3 separate regions of the Mus musculus genome follow, and regions 1 and 2 are each linked to region 3. A link is a contact called in public HiChIP or PLAC-seq and promoter capture Hi-C data. All regions are on one chromosome and are shown on one strand. Each heading gives the region's core, a stretch centred on a gene start, on an enhancer-like site or on the middle of the called end of the contact. The rest is flanking DNA. Distances are from core to core; before and after follow the strand shown. Region 1 holds the start of Pi15 (peptidase inhibitor 15). Region 2 holds the start of Ly96 (lymphocyte antigen 96). Region 3 holds the start of Jph1 (junctophilin 1).

Region 1 (3,096 bases), core at 116-2,615, 500 kb before region 3:
TAGGTTCAGAAAACACAGAAAAACAAAAAACAAACAAACAAACAAACAAACAAACAAAAACCTCATGAATTATGCTCTGAAAAATGACTTTCCAAATGTGGGCAGTCAGTATACCCAATTGTTTTCCTCCTTATAGAAAATGTGTCTCATGTGGTTATGGAACTCACAGAAGAAAATCTATATAGATCCACCTGTCCTGTCTGTCTCACATACATTAATCCGTAAAAGAACACAATTTAACATTAGAAGATACATTAAAAAACATTCATAGGTTGTTCAAACATGTATACTGTATCCCTTGGCAAACATGCACTGTGGTCCATTTAGATCTTTTTAACACACAAAGGAAAGCTTTCTCAAGAAAGGACAAATTCCTCTTACCATATATTCCATGTTTGCTGCTGGTGGGAACACTTTGCCCCGGACTTGATTATGATAATCGAGAATGGCGATCATGTCATTCTGAGAAATGTAACGCTTCCGCCTGGCTTTGGGGATATCCGCAGACTCTAGTGGTGTGCTGAGGGCGGCTTCAGTATCAGTGAAGTTATTGGCTGGCAGAGATGAGTCAGTGGGATTTAGTAAAACGACAGTATGTGCTTCACAGAGAAGGGACAAAAGAATCACAAGGCTGACTGCAGAGTTCATTATCATTTTCAGGGATGGAGAAGTCCTCCAGCTTTGCATTGCTTTGAAGCAAAAACAGTGTAGAGTTAGAGCCTTTACAAAATCAATCAAACAACAAACAAGCAATCAGAAAAGAGCAATAGGGTATGAATTTACATTGTCATCTCTAGGGAGAATTGTGTGGATGGACATTCTCCCAAAATCCTCAAAATTGTTGCCTGAATCTAATGTAATTTCATTTGGGTATGCTATGCGTCATACCTCTTAAAAGGAACTTTCTAGAGTTAAAGAAAGAAACCATGAACATTCCGTTTAAAATGAATGGGAATACTTTGCCCAAATGCTTGAACTGCAAGACACATTACTACAATGCCTGTTTCCAGCCAGGAATCTTTAGCAACCCAAGCTGACCCTGAGAATGAAGAAGACAAATATAGGTAGCCACAGCAAATGTGCTGATAATTTGTCCCAGACATTCTGCATACCGAGTGACATAGGGTAGTACAGAAACCCAGTCTCACTGCTAAGGGGGAAAATGATGTAAACTGCTTTAAGATAATTCATGCAATAAAATCTAGTTAATCCAAGTAGCTTACCTCTGCACAATGCCAAAATGAATACACTGCTCCTCCAACAACGTAAGTTTCTTTGTTATGTTGTAGCATCAACTCTTGTAAGAGGAGTATGTCTTATTACAAGCTCTCAGAGTGCAAGAGTCTGCAAGATTTGAATGCTGCTGGCTACAGAAACAGCTAACAGCTTTTATATGTCAGTTTGCAAAGTCCAGAAAGGGCAGGCTCTCTTAGGGTCTCTCAGCCAAAATCCAAGGGGAGGGGCTTGGGACAGAAAAGAAAAAAAAAAAAAAACAACCAACAACAGAGATTGGGTGGCAACCTTTTTATGTGGCAGTGAGGAAATTGAGTCACACCCACAGCTTACAAAGCACAAATCATGAGACACCCCCCTTTTCTACCTTTTCAGTGAGTGGTTAATTTTTCTTTCTTAGTATGCTCTAGCTCCTGGCTCCCATACCAAAAAGACAAGGGAAAGGAAGAAGGGGGGGGGGGAGGAATTAAAAGACTGTGGGTTCTTGAAAACACAGATGCCTGAGTAACAAGCAGTACATTTTCTGTTTAGATGCCAGCAAATGACATAGGAGCTAAAAAATCATGCTGATATTAAATCAAGAGATCGACTCACACAGTTAGTCTGGGTGGCCACAAATATTATTCACGAGGATTCCAGGCAAGTCAGTAGTAACCAAACTATAGCTTATGATGTTAGGATAATACATGCTCTAGTGGCTGTGCTGTCCGTCTCCATGTGGTTTTATTCCTGCAATTTATATATTTATCTCTTCTCATTCCATCTTCACTCCTTTTTTTCTTTCTCCAAAACAGTACAGTTAGCTAATTACCTGCTTTCTATCTGCCTTGTGTAAAATGTGAAATAAAACTCACAGCAAATGACAGAAGCCAAGATAACATCTGTTCCAGGCTTAGTAACATATACCTGAAATTTCAAGCAAGGAAAAATTGAGCTTCCCCATCATATCATTATATAGTACAATGGAGACCATGAAGAATCATACAGCAGCAGCAGCAGCCAAAAAGGACTTACTGAGAAGATGCCACTGAAGCAAAATCCACATCTGGCAAAGGCAGAGAAAGAATGCAAATAATACTATTGTAATCTGTAATGAAAAGATCCCCTGAAATGTTATGTGCCATTTTCTCACTAACAAAATCTGGACCATTTACAACCAGTCAGAACAGGTATTCAGAAAAACACAAACATATTTGCTCAGCCTACTGATGGAACTGTCGTCAGCATGTTTTTGCAGGGTGAGCATCATGTGAATTCACAGCCATCAAACCAATGAGTATGTGGCAGACTGGACTGGAATCCAGGTCTCCTAGGATTTGCTCCCACTCAGATCACTCTCAATCTGTGTGACCCAATGCCTGCCTTTAACTCTTTGTGAGTAAATTTTAAAATGATAGAGAAAAGATATGCACCCTTTGGAGAGGGAGCCTTAAATAGATTTCTGAAGAAGGCAGTTAAGAATCTGAGTCAGAAGTGCCTCTGAGTGAGCTGTGATGAGGCAGCAAGCTTTCAGGCTTTGATGAGGGTTGAAGTCTTAACTAAAGTGAAGTCACTTTAGAAGAACCAAAACTGAAAAATCAATAACACATCAAGTGCTATTGACTTTTCAGTTTCAGTATCAAGGTGAGTGACTGGGAGCAGCAGGAACCAGAAGACAGAGAGCATGTATTGGATTAGTGGCTCACAGCTTCAAGATTTCAGCTGGAGCTATCCAGTGAGGCTCACATCCCTTCTGAAAGTCCTGATAGTACCTGAGTGGATCTGGAGTATGTGATAGCAAAGATTTCTGGATCTCTGTTTCCCAACCTTTTGGAGAAATTACTAACAACTGAGGTTTCTCTGGGTTGTCTACATATCTAAGCT
Region 2 (3,172 bases), core at 173-2,672, 410 kb after region 3:
AGTTCTCAAAGTACATTTATAAATTCCCTGCTCCACTTTCAGACAACTAGGCTATGATCTTGCTTTTCCTAGAACTGTCATTTTGGAAGGCACCACCTTCCAGCCACGAAGACATTCCTAGAAGGGGCAGAAAATGGACAACTAACGGAGCGAGCAGCAGAAAGAGGAAACAGATTGAAACAGCTCTCAAGCCCTGTACTAGGTTTTCTGGTCCCAGGCATTTGTTAATGACAAGTTGTAATGTGGCCATAGCGTTAACTATGATCCAATGGCACCAGAGTTTAGCTCAGCTGAAAAATATCTGCAACTCTAGCACTGGAGAGGTCGAGGCAACGGGGAGCATGAGTTTGAGGCTAGCATAAGCTATATAGTCAGTTCTAGGCAGCCTGTACTACAGAATAAGGCACTGTCTCAAAAAAATAAGCAAATAACTCAAAAGGCAGAGGCATATGTATCAATCTCTATGAGTTCCCGGCCAGCCAATGTTATATAGTGATACTTTGAAAAAAATAATAAAATAAGCTGGGCGTGGCAACGTATGCCTTTAATTCCAGGAGGTAGAGGCAGGCAGATCTCTATGATTTCCAACCCAGCCTGTCCTATATAGTGAATTCCAGGTAGTTACAGCTATATAGAAAGACCCTGTCTCAAAACAGATTTCAATAGAGTAATAATTACTGCATAAATCTAAAAATCACTATTCGAAATCAAATAAAATCATTATTTGTCAAGTGACTCATACAGTGAATTCTAAAATAACTTTCATTTTGCAAATTAAAAAAAAAGTGAGGCTGAGAATGTCTAAGTATTTTGCTCAAGGTCACACAGTTGGGGAGGAAGAAGGATGCTTCCAAGAGCACTCTAGGACCACAGGCTGGAGCTACAACCCCACCAGGAAGCACTGTGGGTTAGCCTCCTCAAGAGGAACCAGTTTGTGTCGGGGCTGGTACTCAGAAGCAAACTAGAACTAAGAAGAACCTGAAACCGAGCTCCGAGTGGAGAGAGCTTAACCACAAGACAGCAACAGAGGTAAAAAGCAATTCAGAGGTCCTGGGGAAACGCGGGGGGGGGGGGGGGGGTTGGGAGAGGGAAAGGATGATCCGCACCCGGAAGTGGTCGGCATTGCTCCACCCCCACCCCACACCGCAGCGGGCTCACTGCTGGAGCAGCGTTCCTGCCAGCCCTCCAGCTTCAGGTTCAGTGGAAACTTTCTCTCGAAATAGTTGGCGCCGCAGCTCTTTGTTGCCGGGCCACTTACCACAATAACTGTAGGAAATAATTGCATCGGAGGAGTTGCAGAACCACTGTTGCTTCTCAGATTCAGTCAATATGGGAGAAAGCAGCGTCGAAAAGAGAATAAATGGCAACATGATTTAATATCTCCGATACTTTAAACTCGCCAGGAAGACCATCGGACTCGACAGTAAGGAGGACAGATTTAACTTAGTCAGCAGTCATGTGATTTGGAAGCTCCCATCCAACTGCTTCCTCTTTTTATTTGCATGTGTGACTGTGCATTTGTTTTCATATCTGAGCACTTCCTGTAAGGCAAGAGAAGAAAAAAATGACTTAGAATATACTGTTTCTTAATACTCAGTGTAAACTAAAGTATCCAGCACTTTAAAACAGCACATTTTCAGGGAGACAATTAGCTGCCTTACAGGAAACCCTTACTTAAAAGGAAGTCCACTAGCCGTAGTACACACACCCAGTACTTGACAGGCGGATCTCTGTGAGTTCCAGGTTAGCCTTCTCCAGATAGTGAGTTCCAGGACAGCCAGAGCTATAAGGTGAGATCCTGTCTCAAGAAAGAAAGTCCACCGGTATACTACTTTTCTGTGTGCTGGCCACTCCCTCCCACACACTCCTCCTCATACAACGGTTTCTCCTGACCTAGAAAGCTGCATCTAGCTATCTAAGCTGATTTCTCTCCCCTACCCCCTCTCAATTTCTACTCAAGTACAAACAGGTTCAGCCACAAAACAGACAGGCAAGATGACCCCTACACGGGGTCAGTAGCAATTCCCAGCTGGGACCTCACCAGTTTTGAGAATGCACTCAAAAGGAAGGTTGAACTTGAGGCAATAGTGTTGAGTTGGGGGTGGGGTTGGTGCTGGACTCTAGAGCTCTTCCACAGAGTAGCATCTTGAGGTAAAAGTGTGAGTTCCAGTAATTAAAAAAAAAAAAAAAAAAAGAAAGAAAAAGCTGTTTTGTTCTGGCGTGTATTTCATTCAAAGACTACTTTAGAAAAGTGTGCTTCCTTCAGCTGCACGGCTTTTACAGACTCTTACTTTAGGGTTAGCAGCCAAGAAGGCTTACAGCTGTGGCCTACAATCCGGTTCTAGTGGTGACACTCAACTGCTCACTAAGAACTGTTAAGGTAGCAAGGCAATTGTATTTAAAGCAAAACAATAGAAAGATCAGAGCATACTGTGAGAGCAATGGGTCACCTGAGGATACTCCCGGCCACTGGGTGACTGTGAGGGGCCTCTTTTCATCAAGCCTAAAGGAAGGAGGCACTTGAATCAAGGGGCATAGTTTTGATGGTTCTTTATTTTGATCAATAGATTATGTCATTTAATATTTTTCCTACTATATATGCCCATTTCCATAATGGACCCAAATAATAATTATATAATGTATAATTATATACACACCCAAATATGCATTAGCATAATATGGTAAATAGATTCTTCCTTATAGGATGGTTTACCATATTGAGCACATACCCAAATCCAGATCAGGCCAGTTGGGATTGTCCACTCTTCGTACTGTAAATGTTGGAACACATGAGAATAGAAAGTGTCTAAGTCTGATGGTTGTCAGGGGAGACATACCTATCCCATTGTTCAGAGAAGAGATATGATAGCCCCACCCAGGTGGATGTTCCAGATTGCTAGGTGCATTATTTGGGTAGGGGTATTATGCACAGTATAGACAGGTAAAAGGACTAGGCTGCCAGCTGTTATTAGAAAAGCCGGGGGTGGGAGAGTATATATAACCTGATCCAAACAGAGCCCCAAGTTACTAAAATTCCCTGGGCTTACCTGCCTAACTAAAGACAGAAGAAAAAAAATGTTGTGTCAGTAAAAGGATTTAAACACAACTGCATTTTTCTATTTTAACTGGTTCTTTTAATACTTGAGGATGAGGGGCGCATGTGTGGAAGTCA
Region 3 (3,146 bases), core at 203-2,702:
AGAGAAGGAATTATGCTCAGGAAAGAATCCTTTTCTCTTGCTCTCCTTTTGACAGTTGTCCTTTAGGGTTTTTATCTGATTATCAGCCACCTAGTGAGAGGCCCAAGTGCTCACCTGTTTTGTCCTCTCAGCCTGGGGAACAGCAGGAATGCACAATCTGAGAGTCCTTCTGAGACCCTGGCTTGTGACCTGGGGAAAAGACTTCCTCCACTGGCACTGTGAAGGCAAGGAGAGATCAATGCCACTCCTAAAAGAGGCTGTAGTATGTGATTCAACTATCCTGTTAGCAATTCTTGACTTTACGGGTACTACCATCGAAATACACCAAGTCTTTCCCCAACACAGAAAGGGGAGGGTATTTCCATTGAGAAAATGGAGATAAAGTTTAGAGGAGGTATCTGAAGTGAGTTCAACAAGGCAGTGAGTGCTGCTGCAGGAGAGTGCATCAGCTGACACCTGTCCTGTGTTTAGAAGTTCATGGCTTCTTTGTTACATTAGCAGAGTGCTTTACTTACCATATTTCTCCTTGAAAACTGTGTTTTCTTTTCTAAACAGTGGGCGACAGTGGAGAGGTCCCAGGTGTGCATTCCAGGCACTCAAGCAATACATACAGACTAAGCCTGTTTGGGTGCACAGCTCCAGGATGTAGCATTTCTAAAGCTGAGAACAGATGAGGGAACAGGCTGGAATGTAAAAGACAATGCCCTGTGTTCCTGCAATGCCAGCTACAAAGCCCATCACTTCTACAAATAAAACCCAAACAACTCATGCCCATGCTCTTTCAAACTGCATTGCCTCTCTTGGAATCTTCATGAAAAGAAATGCAAACACATGTGCCCTGAAATGGGTAGGTGTAAAAGAACATTCTGCACAATTATATCTAGGCTGCCACAGATTTATCACATGCAGACATATATTTGGAGCATATTAATTCATGATGACAGCTGCGCATGACAAATCCAACAGAGCTCAAGTTGGAATGCTGGGGGAAAAAATGCAACTACAAACCCTATGCAGACACACACCACCACCACCACCACCACCACCACCACCACCACCACCACCACCACCACCACCACCACCACCCACCTACACAAGAGTTGTCACTCTATCACACAGGTGGCCTCACTTGTAGAAGACTAAACACAATTGAAAAGCTGGAGGTTCCAGCAGCAAAGAGCAGGTCCCCAGCACAGGCAGCCGCACCTTTATCCGCAGGCTTGACCGTCTCACGTCTCAGAGTACACTGGCCCTCCCAGTCACAGCCCACTCCGCAGACACACACGTGCCCAGAGCTCGCGCGCCAAGCAGCCGGAGGAGAAGCTCGGCTCCGCGGGCTGGGGGCAGGGCCCGGCGGGCGGGCGTGCGGGCGGGCGTGTCATGGGGCCGGGCCTCCGCGCCCAGGGAGGGGACTAGGGGCGGGCGCGGGGCGGTGCCCGGCTCACGTGGGCGGGTGGGAGCAGCTGAAAGTCCGCTCTGGAGACTGGGCTGTCCTCTCGCGCGCGGCGCTGGCCGGGGCGGCGGCGAAGGAGGAGGGAGAGAGGCGGCGGTGGCGACGGCGAAAGAGGAGGGGAAGACGGGGGCGGCGTCGGACTGGAGCCGATCGGCGGTGCGAGCTGCCCGGGGCGCAGTCGTGAGCTCGCCCGACGGGCCCCTACCCCGGAGCTACACCCTGCGGTGCCCAGCTCTGCCCACGTTTGTGCCCCCACGAGGAGCGCGCCGGGGCTGCCCCCCGAATGACGGGCGGAAGGTTCGACTTCGACGATGGCGGCACCTACTGCGGCGGCTGGGAGGAGGGCAAGGCGCACGGGCATGGCATCTGCACGGGGCCCAAGGGCCAGGGCGAGTACTCTGGCTCCTGGTCGCACGGCTTCGAGGTGGTTGGAGTCTACACCTGGCCCAGCGGCAACACCTACCAGGGCTACTGGGCGCAGGGCAAGCGGCACGGGCTGGGGGTGGAGACGAAGGGCAAGTGGATGTACCGGGGGGAGTGGTCACATGGTTTCAAGGGGCGCTACGGGGTCCGGCAGAGCTTGTGCACCCCCGCCCGCTACGAGGGGACCTGGAGTAACGGGCTGCAGGACGGGTACGGCGTGGAGACCTACGGGGATGGAGGTGAGCGGCATCTCGGGAGTCTCCGAGGGCTGACGCGGTGGGCTCTTCCCTGGCTTCGGGGACGTGGGGAGGACGCGAGACGCACGTGTCCGGAAACCCGCCAAAACATCTGGGGAGTCTACCCTCCCTCTCGCCCTCCTCCCCATTTCGAGGGAGACCACTTGGTCTCGCGGCTGGGTCGCAAGTGTCTGCGGCTCCCCGGGCGGGTAGGCTGTCCATACCCCGGGAGTTAGGCGTGCAGGTACCTGGCCGGGGCCCAGAGCCGCGCTGCCCCGGGAGGGCTGGGCAGGAGAGAGGACACTGTCACTTGAGCCTGTCACATTACATTCCTGATCCCTCCCTCTCCAGGCCGGGTTTGAAATCGCCACTCCGGAGGAGTTAGAGGGACGTCTTGAGCTGTGTGGCTGCCGGTCGGTGCTGACCGCCGCGCGGTTTGGTTTCACGTAGAGTCTCGTATTTCGCTTCTGGCCCTCCAGTTAGCCTAAAGATAGAAGCCAGAACCCCATAAGTAGGATGTTGGGGAATTGGACCTTATTGAGGGTGTATTTTCTAGAGTCCTAGTTACAGGCAGCAGAGCAACTGCCCAAAGCAAGCGGCATTCCTAATTTTCTCCCTAACTTTCACTTGGCTCCTTAAAGTACTTTTGAATCAGAAGAACTGTAATCTTTGCTGACCTGGAGATCTTGAGAAAATGCTTTAGGAAAAATGGACGGAGTTTCCATTAAATATTTAAAAAGGTTAAAGAGTATGCTATATCCTGGATATACATTAGGGGTGTGGCCTAAAAAGTAAGCCTGGTTGTGATTTAACAATGTTTGCCTTATAATTTCTGTATGTTATAGGAACGGGTTCATTTTTTTTTTTTTCCGCTAAGAAAGCATACATTAGTGAAACAGGGGTCAAAAGTTGATTAATTTTTTTAAAGACAAAGCTGGGAGAGATGAATAGGGCTATGTTTGGGCAAAGACTATTTTCTGATAATAAACATAGTCATATTTAATTGAAAAGGATTATAGGATGTCACCTTTTGA

What was found. HiChIP or PLAC-seq counts read pairs in DNA pulled down with a chosen protein or histone mark. Capture Hi-C pulls out chosen DNA fragments and counts their contacts.
Region 1: a contact with region 3 is called in a promoter capture Hi-C map of adipose tissue. The contact joins the promoter of Pi15 here to the promoter of Jph1 in region 3. A contact is called at or near these places in 1 of 39 promoter capture datasets (stem cell-derived epiblast-like cells) and 1 of 9 other capture datasets (adipose tissue).
Region 2: a contact with region 3 is called in an H3K27ac HiChIP or PLAC-seq map of trophoblast stem cells, with 4 times the contacts expected there. The contact joins the promoter of Ly96 here to the promoter of Jph1 in region 3. A contact is called at or near these places in 2 of 484 Hi-C or Micro-C datasets (both in embryonic stem cells), 10 of 115 datasets of contacts at active chromatin or transcription factors (embryonic stem cells, extraembryonic endoderm stem cells, fibro-adipogenic progenitors and 4 more) and 1 of 9 other capture datasets (embryonic stem cells).

The regions. Positions count from the first base shown.
Region 1 is chr1:17,600,170-17,603,265 of GRCm38.p6, reverse strand. Pi15 (peptidase inhibitor 15) reads right to left here and starts at 1,365. Exons shown (of 6, transcript NM_053191.2): 1 at 1,224-1,365; 2 at 382-689. The coding sequence starts at 687.
Region 2 is chr1:16,686,706-16,689,877 of GRCm38.p6, reverse strand. Ly96 (lymphocyte antigen 96) reads right to left here and starts at 1,422. Exons shown (of 5, transcript NM_016923.2): 1 at 1,259-1,422. The coding sequence starts at 1,370.
Region 3 is chr1:17,096,195-17,099,340 of GRCm38.p6, reverse strand. Jph1 (junctophilin 1) reads left to right here and starts at 1,452. Exons shown (of 5, transcript NM_020604.2): 1 at 1,452-2,115. The coding sequence starts at 1,737. Gm46085 (a long non-coding RNA gene) reads right to left here and starts at 1,508. Exons shown (of 3, transcript XR_001778833.2): 1 at 1,090-1,508; 2 at 516-660; 3 at 1-216. Gm31982 (a long non-coding RNA gene) reads left to right here. Exons shown (of 4, transcript XR_865203.2): 4 at 556-768.